Linked DNA regions of Mus musculus: all the other regions are linked to region 1. The links are chromatin contacts, called in public HiChIP or PLAC-seq and promoter capture Hi-C maps. All regions are on one chromosome and are shown on one strand. Each heading gives the region's core, a stretch centred on a gene start, on an enhancer-like site or on the middle of the called end of the contact. The rest is flanking DNA. Distances are from core to core; before and after follow the strand shown. Region 1 holds the start of Zfp248 (zinc finger protein 248). Region 2 holds the start of Dcp1b (decapping mRNA 1B). Region 3 holds the start of Cacna1c (calcium channel, voltage-dependent, L type, alpha 1C subunit). Region 4 holds the start of Zfp239 (zinc finger protein 239). Region 5 holds the start of Fxyd4 (FXYD domain-containing ion transport regulator 4).

The links. Promoter capture Hi-C pulls out the DNA fragments that hold promoters and counts their contacts. HiChIP or PLAC-seq counts read pairs in DNA pulled down with a chosen protein or histone mark.
Region 2: a FOXA1 HiChIP or PLAC-seq map of pancreatic cancer cells shows a contact between it and region 1. The contact joins the promoter of Dcp1b here to the promoter of Zfp248 in region 1. A contact is called at or near these places in 3 of 115 datasets of contacts at active chromatin or transcription factors (astrocytes, bone marrow-derived macrophages and pancreatic cancer cells).
Region 3: a contact with region 1 is called in an H3K4me3 HiChIP or PLAC-seq map of embryonic stem cells, with 6 times the contacts expected there. The contact joins the promoter of Cacna1c here to the promoter of Zfp248 in region 1. A contact is called at or near these places in 1 of 39 promoter capture datasets (embryonic stem cells), 1 of 484 Hi-C or Micro-C datasets (embryonic stem cells), 5 of 115 datasets of contacts at active chromatin or transcription factors (the NIH/3T3 cell line, embryonic forebrain, embryonic stem cells and 1 more) and 1 of 9 other capture datasets (embryonic stem cells).
Region 4: a contact with region 1 is called in an H3K4me3 HiChIP or PLAC-seq map of bone marrow-derived macrophages, with 7 times the contacts expected there. The contact joins the promoter of Zfp239 here to the promoter of Zfp248 in region 1. A contact is called at or near these places in 2 of 115 datasets of contacts at active chromatin or transcription factors (bone marrow-derived macrophages and extraembryonic endoderm stem cells).
Region 5: a contact with region 1 is called in a promoter capture Hi-C map of embryonic stem cells, with 2.0 times the contacts expected there. The contact joins the promoter of Fxyd4 here to the promoter of Zfp248 in region 1. A contact is called at or near these places in 1 of 39 promoter capture datasets (embryonic stem cells), 2 of 115 datasets of contacts at active chromatin or transcription factors (bone marrow-derived macrophages and differentiating embryonic stem cells) and 1 of 9 other capture datasets (pancreatic islet).

Annotation. Positions count from the first base shown.
Region 1 is chr6:118,453,448-118,457,689 of GRCm38.p6, forward strand. Zfp248 (zinc finger protein 248) reads right to left here and starts at 2,059. Exons shown (of 6, transcript NM_028335.2): 1 at 1,969-2,059; 2 at 1,230-1,464; 3 at 399-440. The coding sequence starts at 413.
Region 2 is chr6:119,172,886-119,177,127 of GRCm38.p6, forward strand. It overlaps Dcp1b (decapping mRNA 1B), which reads left to right and starts at 2,368. Exons shown (of 9, transcript NM_001033379.3): 1 at 2,368-2,557. The coding sequence starts at 2,408. It also overlaps a transcript of Cacna1c not described here.
Region 3 is chr6:119,106,441-119,110,682 of GRCm38.p6, forward strand. Cacna1c (calcium channel, voltage-dependent, L type, alpha 1C subunit) reads right to left here and starts at 2,055. Exons shown (of 47, transcript NM_001159534.2): 1 at 1,487-2,055. The coding sequence starts at 1,535.
Region 4 is chr6:117,860,917-117,865,158 of GRCm38.p6, forward strand. It overlaps Zfp239 (zinc finger protein 239), which reads left to right and starts at 1,965. Exons shown (of 4, transcript NM_001001792.2): 1 at 1,965-2,226.
Region 5 is chr6:117,934,942-117,939,183 of GRCm38.p6, forward strand. Fxyd4 (FXYD domain-containing ion transport regulator 4) reads right to left here and starts at 2,394. Exons shown (of 9, transcript NM_033648.1): 1 at 2,350-2,394; 2 at 1,797-1,839; 3 at 913-981; 4 at 214-246; 5 at 68-91. The coding sequence starts at 952.

The DNA.
Region 1 (4,242 bases), core at 809-3,308:
ACATGCAAATTGACCTAGACTTTAATGAGCTGGCTGAACATTTAGGACAGCTACGTTGAGAATACATAGGGCTGCAGATTCTGTCATCTCCTTTAGAGTCCGTTCCGGGAGAGCCAGAGCAGTCTACTCCAGCCTCGGTGTTAGGCTTGAACTAGTATCTGGTTTTAACAAGAAAGGATGATAGACAACAGATCACATTCACCTCCGTGCGACTACCAGAAAACACAGAGAAATTTTTGTCAGCCGATATTTCTGTGACTTTCAAAAGCTTCCACCCAATTCTGGCAACTGGCCCGATGCAAATTTTTACAGTGGCTGTAAACTTTTGCCTGATCTACTTTTTCACTGAAAAACAAAACAATCAACAAAATGGGAATAAATAAGCCAAAAAAACTCACCTGGGATTTGTTCATTTTCTGCTCTGAGTGGAGGAGGGAAAGCTGAGGGAGAAGGAAGAATGATGTCAGCAGAGACTTGGCCTGCCCTGCATGCAGCCACAAGCAAGGTGTTACTTCTTCAGGTGTGGCTCTAACATAAGTTGAGTTTAGATCCTTTGCACTGAATGAATGCAAACGCTTGTTTTCCCTTAGCACCCAACTTACAGGAGAATTAAAAACATGAGACAATCTTTTTAATTCAGCAAATGATAATCTAAAGGAGGAAAGGCTATGGGCTTGTCCGGACTGATGATCAAGGAAAATGAGGGAGTGCGGAGACAGCGGTGGGAATCAGGAGGTTTTGTTAAATCTAACACCATTAATCCCTTGAAGTCAGGTAAGTCAAGGAAATGAACGGGGCTTTTAAGGCAAGATAAAAATTTCAAAATGTATTTGCTTACATTCCAAGTTGCTTGCTTACAATTCTCAAAACGATCGCTTGATAAGAAACTTGCACCTCAAAGAGACAAAATATACAGCCATCTGCAGGCCCCGGTTGTGTCACTAAAAACCTGCAAGATGTTGAGATTCTCAGGACCCACCTACACTACTGTCCGATGGAAACATATGGCCATAATAGCAAGCGTGTCCCTACATGCCACCTTCACATGAGTCAAGAGTCTAAGGGACCGCCTCTCCACAGTTAACCAGGTAGGAGGGATGCATAAGATGTGGAGGTAGGGGCAGTGATAGCAATTCCGGACCTGTGAGCCTTTCACTCCCAATCGTTTTCCAAGAACTAGCATTCCATGTGCAGCCTGTATGCACCCATCTCTCTCAACTCCAGCTCACCTCTCTCCTTAAACTTGTCCCAGACTTTCGGCGAGCACACAGTCTTCCATGGTTTCAGGACACTGTCATTTTCACAAAACACATGAGCGAGAACCAAATTCAGAACTGGGATCCCGGGTGTGTGAGGGGGCAGGAGGTTTGGTGGCTAGCTAACCACTTTCCTCTTCCACTCCAAACACTGCGCCCTAGGGACCAGTCCAAAGGCCCCCTGCGAGGGTGGGCTCCCTAGTAGTAGCTTAAAAATAAAAAAAAAAAAGAAAAAGAAAAAAGAAAAGAAAAGAAAATTGCAGCAAGTATTCGTAATAGTCACACTGTGCACAAAAGGAAACCGAGTCTCGGGTAGGTTATTCTGTCCCAGTAATTCATTCACTCGGGACCTGGCTTACCCGCTCGCCCCCCACATCCCAGCATCTAGCCCCAGCAGCCAGAGAACGGATGCGTCACCGCGTCACGCTCGCGCCATGCGTGAGTCAACTCCTCAGGGTTCCGCCCAACCACCCCGCATCTTCCCCGCCTAGTGGGCAAAATGCGCAGGCGTAGCACGAGCTAGAGGCCCTAGATTAGCTCTGCAGAAGTGCGGGACTATCCGGATCCCGCAAGCCCGAGCCATGGAGTCCCAGCGCACCCCGGCGTTTCCCCATACAGCCCTCCACCCCGCTGGTCCCTGGTTGCTGCCAACAGCGACCAGGATGGCCCGAGCTCCCAGAACCCTCCGCCCTTGATGCTGTCTAAGGCTCACCCGCCGCTCCTGCAGTGCACCGTGCCGAAGGCCAGGAGTTGTTTCCCAGGAGGTACGCGAGGCCACGGATGGACCAGGAGCAGGACTGCAGTTTGCGCATGCGCAGAGGAAGGGGCGGTGCGCCCAACGGTGCTCGTAGTGGGGTCTCCACGTCCAGTGTTGGAAGAAGGACTGTTGCCTGGAAAACGGAGTCAGCTCCTGTCTCACTCTGTATTGTAAAATGATGCTGTTGAAGGCGTCTAGAAACCAGGGTTACTTTATGTAAGAAGTAAAGGTGTTTGCAGTGTAAACACGACCTTGTCAGACTCATTTCCCAGGATGGGACTTTCTGGTACACCGCGACAGTTTTCTGTATCTTTATTCTATCTAGCGCCAGCCTTCTGTCACTACCCTGGGGACTGGGGATCAAATTAATATATTTTCTACACTCAAAAAGAAGGAAAGATGTGTTAAAAATTATGTTGGAATGTCAACTGGTGTTGGAATAGTTCAGGACTTGGTCACTTTGCTGAGATTTCATAGGCGTGGCTTCCCTGTCCTAGCTACAAGACACAATCTCACATCAGACTTCCCTATCCTCTGGCTCTTAAAATCTCTACCAGGTCTTCTGCAGCATTGCTCGAGCCTTAGGTGGAGGAGTGTTATATCAGTTGGGCTGAGAACTCTTCCCTCAGTTGCTCACTGTATTTTGACAAGGTGTGTCCTTCGGTAATGGTCTCTAACTGCTGTAAAAAGAATGTCTTTGTTAAGGGATGAGAGCTACGCTTACCTGTGGGTATAATGATACGTATAGGGAATGTAGTTATGAATTGTGCTACTTTGGGACAGTGGCAGTGGTAGGGTTTCCTATAAGATTCATGATCTCACTAGCCTCGTGCTATAGGCCTCGCTTCTCTCCTGGCATCCCAAGATGAAGAATTGCAGACAATCAGCAACTACACACACACACACACACACACACACACACACACAGAGAGAGAGAGAGAGAGAGAGAGAGAGAGAGAGAGAGAGAGAGAGAGAGAGAATTAGTCTTCCCCAGGGGTGAGCCCCATGAGTTGTTGTCCAATACCAAGTGGTCAGTCAGTCCCCAAAGGCATACACCTGCAGGCAACACTGAGGGATGCAGAAGTTTCTATTTGTGTGTGTGTGTGTGTGTGTGTGTGTGTGTGTGTGTGTGTGTGTGTAAAAAGAGTGGTTAAAGAAAAAAGGCTGTGGAGAAAGGGGAGTTAGATATAGGGTAGAGGTAGAAGGGAGGACAGGGAAGGGGAAAATTATGTAATATTTTAACTAACTAATTAGTTTGTGAATGTGAAACAAATTTATATAAAATCCTGGAAAGTAGTCTAAACTAAAAGATCATCATCATGAATATTCTCTGGATAAAAGAGAGAGAAGCCACAACCCTAGTGCTGAATAGCATTAAAAGGATAGCTGCTTCTGCTGGGCCAGGCTGACCATCCCCAGAAAGATGTTGGTCTCTCGCTACATAGACAGTTCAAGGCCCACATGGGCTGCATGAACCTCAAATCTTAGGGGGAAAACAGATCAACATAGTGTTCACACATATTTAACTCAAGTGAGCAGATGATGTCTCTGAGGAACACTTATTATGAAAAGAAGTAAACTATAGGATTTATTCAACTCTCCCTTCTCCAGTGATTTTTCTATTTTTGCTCCAGGAACAAATCCAAAAATACCAGAAGTCCCTGAAGGCACCAAGCCTTCTTAGTCTCTCCCAGTTCATAATGGCTTCTCCATCCTGTCCTCCATTGCTTCAGGATACTTGAGATGAAGCATCTCATTGCTCTTGTTGGTTCATCCAGCGTTACCTACATTAGTATGAACTTGTGTATTTAGTTTGTTCTCGATGACTGTCATTCTGTCTACTTTGCTCCCTCCCCATCCTCCCTATAGGCTGATTTATTCTCTGTACTATATAGTTTTACCTTCCCCAGAATTCCAAATAAATACAAGTAGGTTTTAACGTGGCTTCTGAATTTGACTTCTTTTATGTACACCAAAATCATTTCAGAGCCATTCATGTTATTATTCAATGTTTTAGGTCAGGGCCTGTCCTCTGACACTTTTTATTTCATGATATGATCTAACAATAGTATGTTATTCTGAGCCTCAGCATTCAAACATTGGATATTGGGAGCTGTTAGATCTTTTAACATATCCTTGTTACTTTTGAAAAGCATTTCCTAACTTTCTGATATCACAAGATGGTACAGATTCAACCTGGATTTTCATTACATAGCCCTAGAACCAGCC
Region 2 (4,242 bases), core at 1,118-3,617, 720 kb after region 1:
AGGGTCTGGAGCATATAGGCGTGGGATGAAGAAAGGGATTTATCTCGGTTACTGAGGACACACTGACATCACCAATGCTGTGTAAAGGCTTTGCAGTGCTACTGCTTCAAGACCACCCATGCTCTCTGTCAGTAAAATTAATAAACTCACTGGCTGCCCAAGGTGAGTTTTGATGGAATCAAAATTTGCTTTGCTGTTGGGACCTTATGAGTAGGTTGTAGACATTGTCTCTGCGAGGAAGGAATTTGAATGACAATCTGACTTTTAGAAGCATGTGACCAGAAGCACAGAACTCAGTGGAACCAGCAGTAAGTGAGTGGGCTAGCCTGCAACACTATGTAGTCAGCTTTGTGGGGCCACTTGAAGGGAATAGAAAGCCATTAGGACCAAGTATAGACAACATGGTTTTGTTCTGTTTCTCAAACGGCAAGTCACATTCCTTCAGTGGATCATGAAATCAACTTTAGAGTCAGAGTCAATATTTTTAAATAAAAAGTGTGTGTGTGTGTGTGTGTGTGTTCCCTGCTATCCAACTGTTTATGTATTTATTTATAACAAATAATATCTGTGATGGTTGGTTTTAATGTCAACTTGTCACAAATTACAATCACATGAGCAGGGAACCTCACCTGAGAAATTGTCCTGATGGCCTTGATTCATTGGTTAATGTGCAAAGATCTACTCCAAGTGTGGACAGTGCCTTCTAAGTGCAGCCCGGATAAAAAGATTGTGTGACAGAAGGAAGATTTTTTTTTACCTCTTGCTTGCTGGCCTTCCCTATTGCCACAGGCTTGGTTTGATGCTGATACTGTTATGAGAACCAGTGTTTCCAGGCTTCCACTGTTGAGTAAGGACCAGCAGCTGCCCAGATACCCAGGTATTCAGTGCCATGTTAGAACTCGTGAGGCACTCAGCTTTATGCACTGAGCAACTACCAGATTCTCATCATCCCAAGTGTAAACTGACTTAATAAGTCACATAAATGAACAAGTCCTAGCCTCACAAAGACAATGTAATGGTACAAGGGATGCCACTTTAATGATCTGTTCATGTAACTATAAATATCCTTTGATGATATATCAAAATTTGACAAAGTGCAGTTTCTTGAAGTCCTATCACCCTTTCATACTTTGTGGGACACTGAAATCCACTGATCCACATTCGCCTTGAATGGATCTCCTACCTGTATGTGAGTTTGTGACACCATTTTATTATCTGAAAATCATTGAATGACCGGGCTAAGGGAGCTATATCTTTCAAATGTTGACAGTTCCCATTAGAGTATAATCTTTTAGAAGTGTACTCATTGATAGCACCACAGGTCTCATCTGAAGAGACTTAAGTATTGAGACAGTCAAGCTCATGGCCCATTTTTTTAAAAATTAACCTAAAAAATTATCATTAGCAACAATACCTACCCCTTGATTTCTTGAAAGAAACAGGAAAATCTTAGTTTTGAAAAAGCCTGTCCAGAATCTATCTGAATAGCCATAAGTTTGTTCATCTTTCTTTCATGTTAAACTGATGCTCTGTGGAAGTAAAATTAAACCCCTGGGCTGGGTGGTGGCACACCCCAGTAGTCCTAGCACTTAAGACCCCAAGGCAGGAGGAGCAAAGACTGAAACCTGCCATAGACTCTGTCTCGAGAAACAAGCCCTCCAACCCCAGCAAAACCTACAATAAAACCACAAATTCAGCCCATCTCAAGTGCAGAACATATTTGCCTAGAGGCAAATATGGCGTGCAACAGCTCTGCGTTATCCATTCTTTCTAATTTTTCCCCCACATTAATTTAAAAAATATACCCAAAGATTGTTTTTTTTTTTTTTAATTTAGTACTTTGACCAAGGGACGCCTGGCTTCAGCTGCTCAGACAAGTTTTCCAGAGAATAATGCACAGCGGCAAGAATACACCGGCTAGTGGTGCAGTTTGGGGCCTCCCTTGGTTCTTTACCGGTGCAGTCGTCCTTTTGCACACATCATGCAAGTCTCAGAATTGTCATGGACAATCATAACCTTGCAGGCCTCTGAGGCACTCAGGAAATCCCTCACGGATATTGGGGAGCCCCATTTAAGAATTCTCAGAGTTCTTTTTGGAGTGACTATGTTTGATTGGTCATCGAAGAGCCAAAGAAGAGCTCTGCAAAGGCGTGGGCCGTATTCAAGAAGGAAATGGGCACAGCTCAGAGGCTCCTGAAGAAAGAAATAGATAAAACGGGCTTCCTTGAGCAGGGCTGAGCTTCCTGTTGCCAAGGCGACGATCCTCCGCGAGAGGACCCGGCCATCGATTAGCGAAGCCTAGCCCGGGTCCCCAAATGCCGGAAGGTCGCCCCGCCGCGCTCGCTCGCTCGCTCGGCGGTCGATTGAGGGGGCTTCCTGAAGGCTGGGCAGGAGGGTGGGTGGGAAGATGGCGGCCGCGGCGGCAGGTGGCCTGCCTGGGAAGGGACACGATATCAGCCTGGCAGCCCTGCGGCGCCACGACCCCTACATCAGTCGCATCGTGGACGTGGCCAGCCAGGTGGCTCTGTACACTTTCGGCCATCGGGCCAACGAGTGGGTGCGTGCGGACGCCGCGGCCGTGCGGAAGGCGGGGCGCGGACAGGGCGGGAGATGCTGGGCACGGCTAGGCGGGCGGGGGCCGGTCCTGGTGGAGGGCGACCCGCGGGTCCACCAGCAGGTGGGGGACGAGGGACACAGAAGGTGTGGCCGGCTCCGCTGAGTGCGGGCCACGGGCTTTGAGATCAGAAGACAGAAGCTCTCCGGCAGCGGAGGGCAGCCCGGAAGCCCCAAACTTAGATAAGTCCAGCCTCGCGGAGGAGGAGCAGCCGGAGTGCGAAATGCAGGGCAGGCACCCACCTAAGAGCAAGCGTGGGAGAATAAAGAGGAAATGGACATGGGTGGGACACCCCAGACTTGGATGTAGGAGGCCAGGGTTGGTAACCTAACCATTTCAGTCCATTTCCAACAAGACCGAGTCCCAGCCTACAGTAACTGGATGAAGTTTAGTTTTCCACACAACTAGACTGGAATTGCAACGGGAGACCAATTAGTTCTGGCCTAGGCATTGGTTCTTATCATTTATAAACCATCCCTTTGAATATATAAAAGTGTCATTTCCTCCTCTTTTGTGACTTTTGTCCAAATATTCATCAGTATATAACCAATGCTTTTAATAAGGTTCATTGGGTGTATGGAAAACACCTTGCAAATTTTCAATTTTTTTCCCCCGGTGTGTTCGCCAAGACTGAAACAAACATCAAGATTTATGCAAAGAAAACTTTCATTTTTGAGCAGATTTATGATTAAGTAGGCTGTAATAAGAACGACCCAAAAACCATGCACACAAAAGAATGAAGAAAGTTCTTGGACGTGGAGCTTGGGGCAGGCACCTGCTTCATCCCCAACACCCCTGAAACAGGGCCGGGAATCTTTTCCGATAGTTTTGTCCGAGTTCTTAACTGAAGTGAGGCAAAGAATTCATGTCTGTTCTCCTAAGAGCCAAACCTGAAGGGGAAATCTGCAGAGATCCATTGTTCTGAATATCCCTAGTTTGATTAATTGAGGCTGTCTTTCTTGGACACCAGAGGAAATTACACTATGGGCCTATATAAGTAAAGGGAGTTTCCCCACTGAAATGTTTCTCTATTTATGTGAAGATACTGTACATAAACGTGCTTCACTTCTCTAGGTCAATGTTTCTCAGCCTTCCAAATGCTGGGACTCTTTAATACAGTTCCTCCTGTTGTGGTGACCCCTAACATAAAATTATTTTCGTTGCTACTTCTTAACTGTAATTTTGCTACTCTTCTTATTGTAATGCAATTATGTTTGGAGATAGACGTATGCCAAAGGGGTTGCAACCTATTAGTTGCATGCCCTCTGCCTGGACTGGCCTCTGCCTGCCAATCCACACCTAATATTATGGAGGTAATTCAGTTAGTATACATGGAGTAGGACCCAGTAAGAGTTAGTGGGGTAAGTTGACTCGGCAGGAGGCTCAGGCTAGAAGATCAGAAGCCGTTGAAATGTACAGTGCACCATTCCCACCCCTCGGTAGCAGTTTTCCTAACGCCTCTTCACAGTCCTGTGTGGCAGAAACCGTTTTAAATCCCTACAGAGGTGGACCAAACGCCCAGTGAAGGCCAGTGTCACATTGCATTATTTACAGGAGTTTTGTTTTCCTGCTTCCTCGACTTGTTTTCTTCAGACAGGATATAATTCACTCAGTAAAAGGTCATTTCT
Region 3 (4,242 bases), core at 805-3,304, 650 kb after region 1:
AAAAAGCTAGCCCACCCCCACTCTACAAAAATATCACCCTTTCCTCTATGTCTCATCTCTCCTCCTCCTGAACCAACCATAACTCCATCAGCTAGGAAAGGGATTTGAGGACAGAGGCAGGATAAGGGCAGGTAATCCAGGCTGCCCGTATGGCATAAAAAGACCTAGTACCCATGACCCTGGACAAGTCTTTCTTCTTAAGGAGGACAAAATCCCAATGCTGCCACCCAAGACAGAAAGCAGAAAGCCAGCTGCTTCCAGATGAAAGAAGACCAGCTGTAAAGCCAGCTCCCCGGCAGCCTTAATCTGCAAAGGCAATAGCCCTTTCCCCAAATGGTGACAAAAGGGTAAAAGGAAGAAGGGGCTGGGTACCAGTATCAGGCCTGGAGATTACTTCCACAAGGCAAGGCTCTGGAGAGTCACTAAGAAGTACCCTGGCAAGGCAAGGAAAGACACAATGTGGAAGAGCAACGGTAGCTGCTGAAGGCGAAAGAGAAAGGGAACAGTCAAGCAACGGGGCAGAGAGCCCGTAGAAAGGGCATCTTGGGACTGCAAGACACTTCAGCTTGATCACCTTAACCACTAAGCAATGTCAAAAATAATAACTTGTCGATGGGGACTGGGGAGGAGAGGGAGAAAGTTTCCAAGAAGTGGGGAGCTACCCGAAAGCCATTCACCATTAGAGGGGAGCTGATGACACTTGATGCCCAGGATGGAGATGCTTAGAGAACACTAAGTATGGAGCCTCAGAGCTAGTCACACCCTTTCATGATTCCCTGAAAACATGGAAAAGCAAAGCCCACACATCACTGAGGCTTCTAACCGCTTTCCATCCTCAGGTGCGAGTCCACACTGGGGTGCTAACAGTAACACACCCGGCACCCGGCGTGGGCTCGCTCGGGGTCAATGGCAGTGGAGAGGTGGGCGGTGTTGAGAAGCCGAAGAGCCTGAGAGCCTGGAGAGAGGAGGCGCGCTGAGACGCACAGCTGCAGCCCCCGCCCCCACCCCCACCCGCGACCCGGAGCGCACTGCCCGAGGAAGTGGCGTCGGGAAGAGTGGACGTGGGGCAGCCTGGGGGGCCACCGGCGCGGGGCTGGTCTCCGTAGGGGTGCGCGCGAGAGCGCGCGTTCCCTGCCGCGCCCCAGCAAAGCAAGGGACCCCGAAGCAGCGGCTCCTCGGCTCGCCGTGGCCAGACTGGCCGGCCGGCTTTCGAGGCAAAGGCGAGAAATGCAGGCAGCGCCGACACTTGGGGAACTTTCCCCCTCGCTCGGGATTTCATGGGAACCACATGCTCCGAAGAAGCCCGGCCGCGGAGGGGGAGGGGCGGGAATTTTCCGCTCCGGCTCGCACGGCGGCTCGGCCGGCTCCCGCGGGCTCCCGCGCGCGGGGTTGGCGCCCCTCGCGAGGCACGCGGCGAGGGCCGCTCCACCGGGACCCGCCGTGGGCAGCGCGGGCGAGCCCGGCGAGGCGCTGGGGTCCCGCTTACCTTGGTGGTTTTCCTCTGGAACGTACATCCTCGTGTTTTCATTGACCATTGGCCAAAAACTGCTTGGAAAGGAGAAGCCACAAAGAGGAAGAAATGCAGCAACAGCCGCGAGCGGCTCGGGATGGATCCCTCCTCCGAGGCCGGCGGCTCTCGCGCAAATCCAGGAACCCGTGGATCCGCAGTGGTTCTTGCTCCCTTCGGGTGATTACCTGATCCCCATTATTGCACCAAACACCAAAAACTGCTGCTTTCCACTACCGCCTCCTTTCGTGAGATTGTAATGCATCCTCAGTACATCCGGGCCCCTTCCAAGAATTTAGCACCGCACCTCTGGCGGCTACACCATTTGAAAATAAAAATGATAAGAATAATAAATGGAGAGGCAGAGCGAGAAGAGGCGCAAAGGCGAGGCGAGGGAAAGCGGCGGGCCCGCGGCGCCGGGTGGACCCCGAGCCGCCAGGGGGCCCGAGGCGTCTCCGGCCCGCCCAGGGCGATCGCCGCGAGGCCCCGACCCGCGATCTTCGGCGACGGCAGCCGCGAACACCTGAGGGCGAGCCCGCGGGAAGCGTCGCCGCCGCCGCCGCCACTGCCGCCGCCGCTCCGGGCCGCGCCGCGCCGAGCGCCGTTCTGGCAGGGAGCTGTTTCTGCAGAGGCAGCGAGAGGGAGACACCGGGCGCGAGAGCGCGGCGCGGCCTCCCTCCTCCCTCCAGCCCCGCCGCGCCCGCGCCCGCCCCTGCCCGCGCCCGCCCGCCCGCCCGCCCGCCCGGCGCGCCGGAGCAGACGAGCTGAACGCTTCCAGATGTGGCGGCGGCGCGCGGCGGGGACCGGAGCCCGAGTGGAGCGGCGCCGCCACGCGAGAACCCCCTGGCTTCGCGACGGCGGGGAACGAGCCCAGGAGCGGACACACCTCCGAGAGCCCGGCTGCAAGACCTCCACCCTCCCGAGGCCCCGCGGCCACCGCGCGTCCCTGGGGGGGTGGGGGGGGGCGCCACGCTAGCAAGGCCTGGGAGGGGAATCCCGGCAACACGAACTACAATGTGCCCAACTCCCGGCCCCTTTCACATCGACCGGACGAAACAGCAAAATGAGCCGTGATTCTGTTGATCGATTACAATCAGAGCGGTTGTAGAAGTGACACACACAGGCAAGGATGGGCAGATGGGCGGGGAGAGAGAGAGCCCAAGAGGCGGAGCCTTGTGGGCAAGGCAGCAGTGGTGCCCAGATGTCTGAGAACATTAACACAGCCAGGTTTGCTCTCTCCTTGGGGTCAGGCGAGCACGTGTTCTGCCAGTGTCTCCTTACCTACTTCTCTTAATTCTGCCACCCTGGCGGGGAGCTATGAAACACTTCTCCCTGACTCTCGCTGTCACAGTAATATGTATGGCACCTCCTGCACGCACGACCCTCTAGATGGGGCTGGTGAGCCCATTCTAGAAGGGCCTACCACTGGGAAACCAGATCTAAATATCAACCCTTAGAAGACTTCACGCCCTGTCTCCAGGTTCCCTAAAAGACCCTATCATCTACGTGGCTTTAAGCACGGCTAAGTGTCAGCTGCAAATCTCCAGTTTAGACCTTCCTTCTCACCCATAGGCCAGCCAACCTGCCCTCTCCACTTGAGAATCAAACCTTATATGTCCAGGCCTGCTTCTCACACAGCCTTCCCCCAACTCAGCTGAAGAACCCTGGAGACACCTTGACTTGATCTCCTCCACCGCTTCACATCAGTATATCTCGGAATTCACCTCAGACAGAACAAGGCAGTGTAACCTTCCCTGGCTTTCTCTGCTGCCACCTTCCATGGCTGAGCCAAAGTTCTACCTCTGGCGCTCTGCAGTAGCTGGTTCTCTATTTACCCTCCTCTCCTCGGGTTCGTTCGGTTGGAACAATCCACTTCAAAGGGTGCGTCTAACCCAGACCCTCCAGTGGCCTCTGTCATTTTAGTGACAGTGACAGTATCCTACAAGGACTGCAGGAACAGCTAGGGACGACGTCCATCACACACTTTCCAACTGCTGTTCCTCCTCGCTGTTCCTCCAGAAATGATCCCCTCGCCTGCACTCACACCCTGCACACACAAACCTCTTTCCCCTGTTCTTAGTCTTACCCTGAGTAAACACTGCGACCTGCCTACCCCCAGCAAAGACTCCTAGTACTGTTTTCTCACTGCGTTTCTTGGAGCAACATCTGGTAGGTAGTGGGTACCTAATACATTCATGCTGAGTGAGTGAATGAAGGAATGAAGGAATGTCCCCAGAAGTACCATTCGCTGCATCATCTCAAGATGCCTCCCTGGTCACTGCTTGAGACCCAAAACCTTACCAACTCCTCATTTTCCCTAAATTAAACTTAATGGTGATCTAATTGTTTGTTGCTGCTCTAAGGGGTGTGTCTTTGCCATCCTGGTCTGTGATTACTCAACTTGCAACCTCCAGTGTGAGAAAGAAAATTAGAAATTACACAGTCCCATTTGGGGAGCTTGTTGGATTGTATCTCAAGGGCAAGTGTGACTGATTGTATAAGCCAATAATAAAATTGGTCTGCAGTCCCATTGCACCCTGTGGCACAAGAAGAGTGATGGCTCATATTGTCACATAACTCTGTGCCAACCATGGAGCAATACTCTACAGGCGTTGCCTCACTGGCTCCACGCTGCTACATCATAAGGTAGGAATTATTGTCTCTATTTTATAGATGGGAGAGACTGACACAAGTGCTCCCTGGCCAGGGACACCCAACTGGGACCTCGTCAGGGA
Region 4 (4,242 bases), core at 715-3,214, 590 kb before region 1:
TCCAGGAGCAGGTTAATAAATCTTTAAAGGTCAGTGCTCTTAACCACTGAACTAACTTTCCAGCCTCATGGTCAATTATTATTTAACATTTAGTGCCTGATTTTTTATAATCTTCAATGTATAAATTTAAACTATTTTAACTCTTTCTAATTAAGGTTTTCTTTACCACATAACAAAATCCACCTCTGATGACACACGTGTAGCCATATGAAGTTTTATTGTTGGGAAAGTTTTTATCATAATTGTTTTTTAAATGATTTAGCAAGTAAAGCATTGGTTTCCCTGGGGATAAGGTCATGTTAGTGGCCCCATCTCTAGGGATGATTTCTTACCCATTATTCTTGCCTAAGCTACCAGGAACATGTAAATAAGAAAAGGAATAAGAAGCCAGGCATGGTGGCACACACCTTTAATCCCAGCACTTGGGAGGCAGAAGCAGGTGGATTTCTGAGTTCCAGGCCAGCCTGGTCTACAGAGTGAGTTCCAGGACAGCCAGGGCTACACAGAGAGACCCTGTCTCAAAAAACCAAAATTAATAAATAAATAATAGAAAACATGCACCTTGGATTCCTAGAAAGTGGAAAGTGATACCATACATATTGGGTTTAAATGTTATAATCTATTTTTATCTGAATGCACAACACCTAATTTAAGCATTCCAAATAGCCTTGACTTTAAAACGATCGGCCTTTCCTAGCCCCATTCTGTTACTAGTTTCTGCTATGAAATACCTAAGACCCTCTGGGCAGAACAAAGTTCAGTACTCTGGTAACTGTTAACAGTGTGTCCAGGGACCTGGAGAGATGGCTTAGTAGTTAAGAGCACTGACTGCTCTTCCAAAGGTTTAATTCCCAGCAACCACATGGTGACTCACAACCATCCATAATGAGATCTGAATCCCTCTTCTAGAGTGTCTGAAGATAGCTACAGTGTAATCCTATAATAAATAATTAAATCTTTATAAAACAAAACAAAACAGTGTGTCCAACCTTCTGTGACACACCACTGTCCTTTACAAAGGCCACATTCAGAAGAACAATCGGGCTGTTCTGGTTAGGGTGCCTGTCAGCCAATCCTGCCAGACTGCGATCAATCCCCAGGATCCACGGAGAAGAAGGAAGGAGGTGACTCCTGCAAGTTGTCCTCGGATGGCCACACCCACGGGGGAAGGGCTTACACACACAGAGGGAAATATATGAACAAAAGATATTTGTAAAAAGAAGTCTCAAGTCTGAGGTTTAAGAGTTTTGTGATGGGCTTTCACAACGTTCCTGGGGACCATGTGGGCTACAGATTGGATGTTAATGTCACAGGTTTACCTAGAGATCCTTTTGGGAGACGACTGCACACTCAGAAAACACTCTGAAATCCTGTTGGTAAGTGAAACTTAGCGACATTTAATACTATTGATTCCTTAGAATTTCGTTGACATTTTCTTTCAGATTTAATGGCATCAATTTCTGGAGGGGTGGCTATTTTATGATTAAAATTATTTTTTGGGTTTGGAAGTTCACTGATCTATTAAGTCAACCTTATGATCCAGTTTTTAGTTCTTTATATCCAAATACATTATTGTTGATTCTTAAAAATATTCTGTTTTTAAGTTTGTGTGTGTGTAGGTTTGTACACATGAACACATTGTACATGAACACAGGCGCCTGAGTCCAGAAGAGGGTGTAGGGATCACTGGAGTTAGAATTACAGGCGTTGGTGACCTGCGCAATAAATATCTGGAGACTGTACTCCAAAGATAAGAGCATGGAGTAACCAGTGATCGATTCTTTTCTTTCTTTTTTAAATTTCGACACGGGCTTCTCGAACTCACAAACCTCCTTCCTCGGCCCTAGTGATGAGATTACATGCTGTGAATACATATACCACACTATTCACTTAAAGTGGTTATTAACAGCTTCAGAATATTTTTAAGGCTGAAGACAATTTTATAATGATTTTTTACCCTCTAGCATCATCATAACAAGTAAAAGACACCTTGGGGGAGTATTTTAAAACTGTATGTGTCTGCAACGAAAAGAGTGCACAACAACTTGAACTATTCAGGGCCAACCACAACCTCAAACTGGGGGCTCACAAGAGTGAGCCCATCGTCGCCGGAAGTGAGCTCGGAAGTAGCGCTTTCCTGCCCGCAGCCTTCTGGGACTTGTAGTTCGAATCCTCGATGATGCTCGGGAGTCCTGCGTTACCAGGTGTGGGTTCTACCTACAAGAGGTGAGCAGAGCTGGGCTGCCCCAGGGGTGGGCAGCGGTGTCCTGGTCCAAACTAGGGGGCATTACCACTCGGAGCCAGGCTCCGAGGCTGGGAAGGCTCCTTGCGGCTGCGATCCCACGTGCTAGCAGCCACGGTAACCCCCAAACCCCCAGTAACACCCCGTGCACCAGGCCACCCTCACGGAGGGCCAGGCCCCTGCAGCAGAGCAAACCGCAGCTCCGTAGACACCCTCCTCTTGCTTGACCAAGTTCTGACCTGGGTGGGTCCAATGATGATGTTGCTGGACATCAGGAGACCATGAGAGAGGCTCCTAGAAGAGACCCCTAAGAGTACTAAGGTTTCCGCTGCACAGCCCTCCCCTCTGCGACCTAGAAACCAGTCAGATTTCTGAGAGGACGGTCTGGCAAGGGATACTGGGTAGCTGTAATGCACGCAGTGAGAAGATGCACAGAACCTGAGAACACCCACTCCAGAACTTCAGTATTGAAATAGGTTGGTCTGAGGAGATGGGCATGTCAGAACTACCCTAGGCAGAATCTGCCCCTCCCTGAAAATATGACCATGCTTCAGGTGACTTGCAGTTTCTTTCACCAAAAATGCCTCATCTCTGAGCTAGATACAGCTTTTCTTTCTTAGAACAAACTAGGAAATCAGCATTGAGTATTTGCCTAGAGTGAGGTCCTTGTGGTCTTTCTCTTTATTGCCAAGCTTCATTGTGAGATTGGTATTTTATACAAGGGAACGAGAGCATTTGGGACCTTACAATATGTATCTAGCAAACGGTATCAACTGGTTCAGCATTGGGTCTGCTGACCCGGAAGTTCTATGTTAATTCTCACTACACTGCCTTGCCACCTTGTGAAGTACTCAAAACATCCAACCAAGCTCTTCTGAAAGGCTCTATGGAGCATTTTCTCCCTGTAGTCTGGAAGTCGGCTCTCCTATCGTACATTTCACTCGGTGTATGTTCCACGAGTTACTCTTCGTTGTTAAGACCAAAATATCTTGGGTAATGAGTTTGTAAAGAGCAAAGATTTGTCTGCTCAAAGTTCCATCGTTTTAGTCTGTCATTACTTGACTCAGTTTTGGACCTATGAAACAGAGTTTGGTTCACCTCATGTGGGAAAGACCTGGATCCCAATATCACTTTAAGGGTGCATCCCCAGTGACCTACATTCTTCCTACTAGGTCCTACCTCCTAAGGATTTGACCTCCTTACGTGAGATCAAAACTGTAGCTTGTTGGAGATCATTCCAAGTTAGTATATGCCCAGTCTAATGCTAAGTAGGAAAAAAAAAGAATATAAACTGAAGCTTTTCATCAAAGAACTCATGTTCTTGGTGAGCAGATTATATGTAGCCATCATACATATGATGATTAATCTTGACTGATAATTGAACTGAGAGATTCCTAGGAATTAGTGAAGCACACTTCTTCCTGAGTCTCTAAAGGTGTTTCCAGAGAGTATTGGATCACTAGGGCTCTAGCCTCTGGGATGTTTCATTGTGGATTAAAACCTTGAGACTAGGGCTGGTGAGATGGCTCAGTGGGTAGGAGCACCCTACTGCTCTTCCGAAGGTCCAGAGTTCAAATCCCAGCAACCACATGGTGGCTCACAACCATCCGTAACGAGATCTGACTCCCTCTACTGGAGTGTCTGAAGACAGCTACAATGTACTTACATATAATAAATAAATAAATCTTAAAAAAAAAAAAAAAAAAAACCTTGAGACTAGCCGGGTGTGGTGGCACACGCCTTTAATCCCAGCACTTGGGAGGCAGAGGCAGGCGAATTTCTGAGTTCGAGGCCAGTATCCTAATTAACAAAGTCAGAAATGAAAAGGGAGACATAACAACAGATCCTGAAGAAATCCAAAACACCATCAGATCCTTCTGCAAAAGGCTATATTCAACAAAACTGGAAAACCTGGATGAAATGGACACATTTCTAGACAGGTACCAGGTACCAAAGTTAAACCAGGATCAAGTTAATGATCTAAACATATCCCCTAAAGA
Region 5 (4,242 bases), core at 1,144-3,643, 520 kb before region 1:
GTCTAAGGCAGACAAGAATTGAATGTGATGGAGTGGGGAAGGGATGGGGATTGGTGTCAGCTCTTACCATAGTAGAAGGGACTGTCTTTATCTGCAGTAAATGAAAAATAAGTAAATAAATACCAGAACTAGGAGACAGGATATGGGGTCTTAGGAGAGAAATGCAGGCAGGTGGCAGGTGTCACTTGTGAGTATACAATGGTTGGTACTCACCAACTGGGTCACTGGCTTCCAAGGCCGGCAGACCTGGGTGAGACAAGCAGAGGTGGGTGTTTATCCCACTTGATGTCTAAAAACCCAGCTGTCTAGAGAGGTCTGTGAAGTGACCCTGATCCTAGGCCTACCAGATCCCAAGCAGGCCTTGGCTTTTTCAACGCATCCTGAGTTCTGAGTCCCATTCACAGCCCTTCATATATCGTGTCTGCTCTTCTCCTGCTCTGAACAGGATAGTTGATTCATTTTTAACCTTGTCTGAGAAGTGTTGGACAGAGCCAGGCTTTTTGCCTCTTAAAGAAAAAGCCTAAGCTGGGCAGTGGTGGCGCATGCCTTTAATCCCAGCACTTGGGAGGCAGAGGCAGGCGAATTTCTGAGTTCAAGGCCAGCCTGGTCTACAGAGTGAGTTCCAGGACAGCCAGGGCTACACAGAGAAACCCTGTCTCGAAAAACCAAAAATAAAAAAAACAATAAAAAAAAAAAAAAAACAAGCCTACTTTGATAGGCACGGTCCATTTTTCACAGTCAACTGACTCAGTAGCCATTAAGCAATTTTTCAGTGTTCTCATTCATCCTGTACTAGTGTTGCGTGCAACTGACAGTTTAAAGATAAACACACTTATTGGGCCGCAGTCCTACTCTGGGGAGAGGCTGTCTGGTCTCCACTACCTTGGTGGGCGGAGTGTATGGAGAACTCACCTGCTAGCAGCAGGAGAAAGGCACAGGTGATTTCCTCCATATCAGGACCCAGGGTGAGACTGCAGGCTGCTGGGTGAGATGCAGAGTAGAAGTGGTGGCTTGGGTCTGTGATCTGTGACCTGCCACAGCTCACCCCATTAGTAAGAGGCAGAACTGGTGTGAAAATTAGACATATGAATCCCACATAGGCAAGCGCTGACCTTAAGGAAACGATCGCTTTCCACTTCCCCATACAGATGGTACTAGTGATTACCCGGGTATGTGGATTGCTTAATTCTAGTTACGTGTTCAGAAACAGAACACCCTGGAGTGACCACGTAGGCTTTGCGATCATCTCTTTCACAGAAGGTAGGAATCCACGAAGATAAAACCAAATGCTCCAAGTGAGGTAGGTGTCTGTTCTACGAAGGAGCTAGGCTTTCCCAACCAGGTGTCCAGGCCCTGCCTCTTCCACTTGAAAAGATCTGGGCCTGGAGTAATCCGGTTGAGTCGTAGATTATCTCAGAATTCAACAACAGGGCTGGAGGGTGCAGTTCCAGCCTCCTCTTCTAGAGCCAGGAACTCTGCTCCAAGCAGCCCCAGATCTACTCAGAGCATAGGTACCTGCTAGAAAGGTCTGCTGGTGTGAGAGACATAGCCCCTTTCTCCTGTGAGTAGGTCCTACCCAGGGCCTCATTTACATTGCTTGTGACACCCCTTGTGCAGCTGAGTTTTAGAGAGAAAAAGCCCCAGCCTTTCTTTCTGTATAATGGTAGCTATAGGCTAGTGCCAAGGGTTCAGTTTTGAAGCCTCGGTTACTGTCTACTATACTTAGCTCTGATCTGCTAATGAGATCACAGATCCAGCACCTACTGGCTGGGCTCAGTCTTCTCACATCCACTTACCAGGTGTGTGACTTAGCAGGTAATATCTCTGTGTTTCAGTGTCCTGAAAATTATAACAACCTTGTAAATTATGCAGATGAAATTAAGGGAGCTATGTATGATATGTAAATCCTAAAATATAGACCTAGCCCTGAAAACCTGCTACAGTATATATAAACCACATGGGCTTTTTGCCTTAAGATGGAAAAATGGATTAAAAATCTCCTGGACATGGGAGTTTATAATCTACCAGTCTCTGAAGCTGGTTTTCTTTTGTCCTTCATCAGTTTCTCCTACCCCTTCACACAAAGCCACAGCTCCTGGATTGTCTCATTTTCATTTTACTTCTGCTTCTGTTAAAGGTTGGCCCTTACTTCCCCTAGTCCTGAACTCGCTGCTACACAGTCTTAAAATCAGAACTCTCAAGGCCGGGAGAGGCCATCTCTGTTCTCACAATCCCCAAATAGTTGTTCACTTCTCAGAGTCTTGGAGGCATCCCCTCCCCCTTCCTCAGATGGTCTTTCTGCCACCCCTTCTAAGGAGCACACTTAAGTCCCAGCAAACATCTACTCACCCGGGAGATGACTCGAGCCAGGGGAGTGGTGCAGAGAGGAAGTCTGAGGAGAGCCTAGGTGGGTTCTGCTCTTTAAACCCAGGGGCTCCGCCCTGGGCCACACACCAGCAGTCTGGAGGGAACTGGTCCTACCTCTTATGCTCCCGTAGGCAGCCCTCCCCACCTGCTCTTAAGGCCATAGCTCACTTACCACACCCAGGGTAGAGCCAGTGCTGGGTCCTGGCTCCTTCAAGCTAAGGAATGAGGGAGAGACGGGAAAACTGAGACTACTGGATTTCAGTCCATGCTCCAGAGGAAAAGGGGGCCTCCTCAGTCTACCTAGGTCTTACGAGAAAGCTCCAGGTTTGGAAGGATGGCTTGGAAGGTAAAAGTACTTGTTACCACAACTGACAAGCTGAATCTGAGCCCAGAAACCACAGGGTAGAACGAAAGCTGACTCAGAAGTTATCTCTGATCTCTCTCTCTCTCTCTCTCACACACACATACACACACACACACACACACACACACACACACACACACACTAAAGGCCGCAGGGGTTCAGCCTCCTGGCTTGTGCTGTGTGGAATACCTTGGAGACAGTGAAGTAGATAATAGAGACTGGCAGTCGCACTGTTTTTATTTGAACTCGGTGTTCAGAGAGACGGGGCTGGGTCTGACAGGGAACCATTGGTTCACTTTACCACCTTCTTGCTAAACCTAGACACCCTGTGACTTGAGGAACCTACTTCAGGTGGAATAGGACACTGTCCCAGTCCAGGTAGACTTTTGCCTGCCTCCCACAGAGGGAGGGACATTGCCAGGGACAGGATAGCCTGCTTTGTCCGATGCTGGCCCAAACCATCCTACCATGGACCTTTGGATGATCCTCGAATCTCTTCTCTTTCCCAAGTGAGGGAGACTTGTCCCTGTCTAGAGGTCACTGAAGAAGAGTTGAGGTTGTCTGTCTTAGATAGGTGGGAAAGGGCTGTGAAAGGATTCAACAGTTACTTTCTTTTTAATTTTGTAATTGTGATGTTCTGCCTGCCTTTGCCTCCTGAGTGCTGGGATTAAAGATGTGTAATCGTACCCAGCCCTCAACCAGTTTTCTTACACTACCCGGGACCACCTGGCCAGGGGTGATGTCACCCCGGGTGAGCTAGACCCTACCGAATTGACTATTAATCAAGAAAATGCCTTGCAGATTTGTCTAGAAGTCAATTTTTTTTTTAAGATAGGGTTTCTCTGTATAGCCCTGGCTGTCCTGGAACTCACTCTATAGATCAGGCTGGCCTTGAACTCAGAAATCTGCCTGCCTCTGCCTCCCAAGTGCTGGGATTAAAGAAGTGCGCCACCACTACCCGGCTTAGAAGTCAATTTTATGGTGGCATTTTCTCCATTTCTCCTCAGATATGGAGTCATTTTCTCAATTAAGATTCCCTTTTCCCAGATTTGTCTAGGTTTATGTCAATTTGACAAAAATCAATCGGCACACTTCTCTTAATTACTATATTTTTCAGTCACATCCATTTCCCCTCAAATTTCACTTTTTCTTAAAGCTGAGTAAAATTCCATTGTGTATGTGTCTCCCGTCTCCACTGTCCACTGATCAGCTGCTGGCCTTCCTGGTGGGTTCTATTTCCTAGCTATTGTGAATACAGCGGCAACCGGGCAACAAACATGTCTGTGCAGGTTTCTCTGTAAATATGGGCTGCTTTGGCAGTATTCTGAGGAACGATAGAACAGAACATATGGTAGGTTTATTTTCAGCTTTTGGAGAAAGCGCCACGGTGACTTTCATAATGGCTGCACTGAATTGCATTCCCCCACCCAGAATGAGTAACGTTTCCCTGTTTCCCACATCCTTGCCAATATTTGCTGTCATTTGTTTTGAAGATCTATTTTTGTGTACAA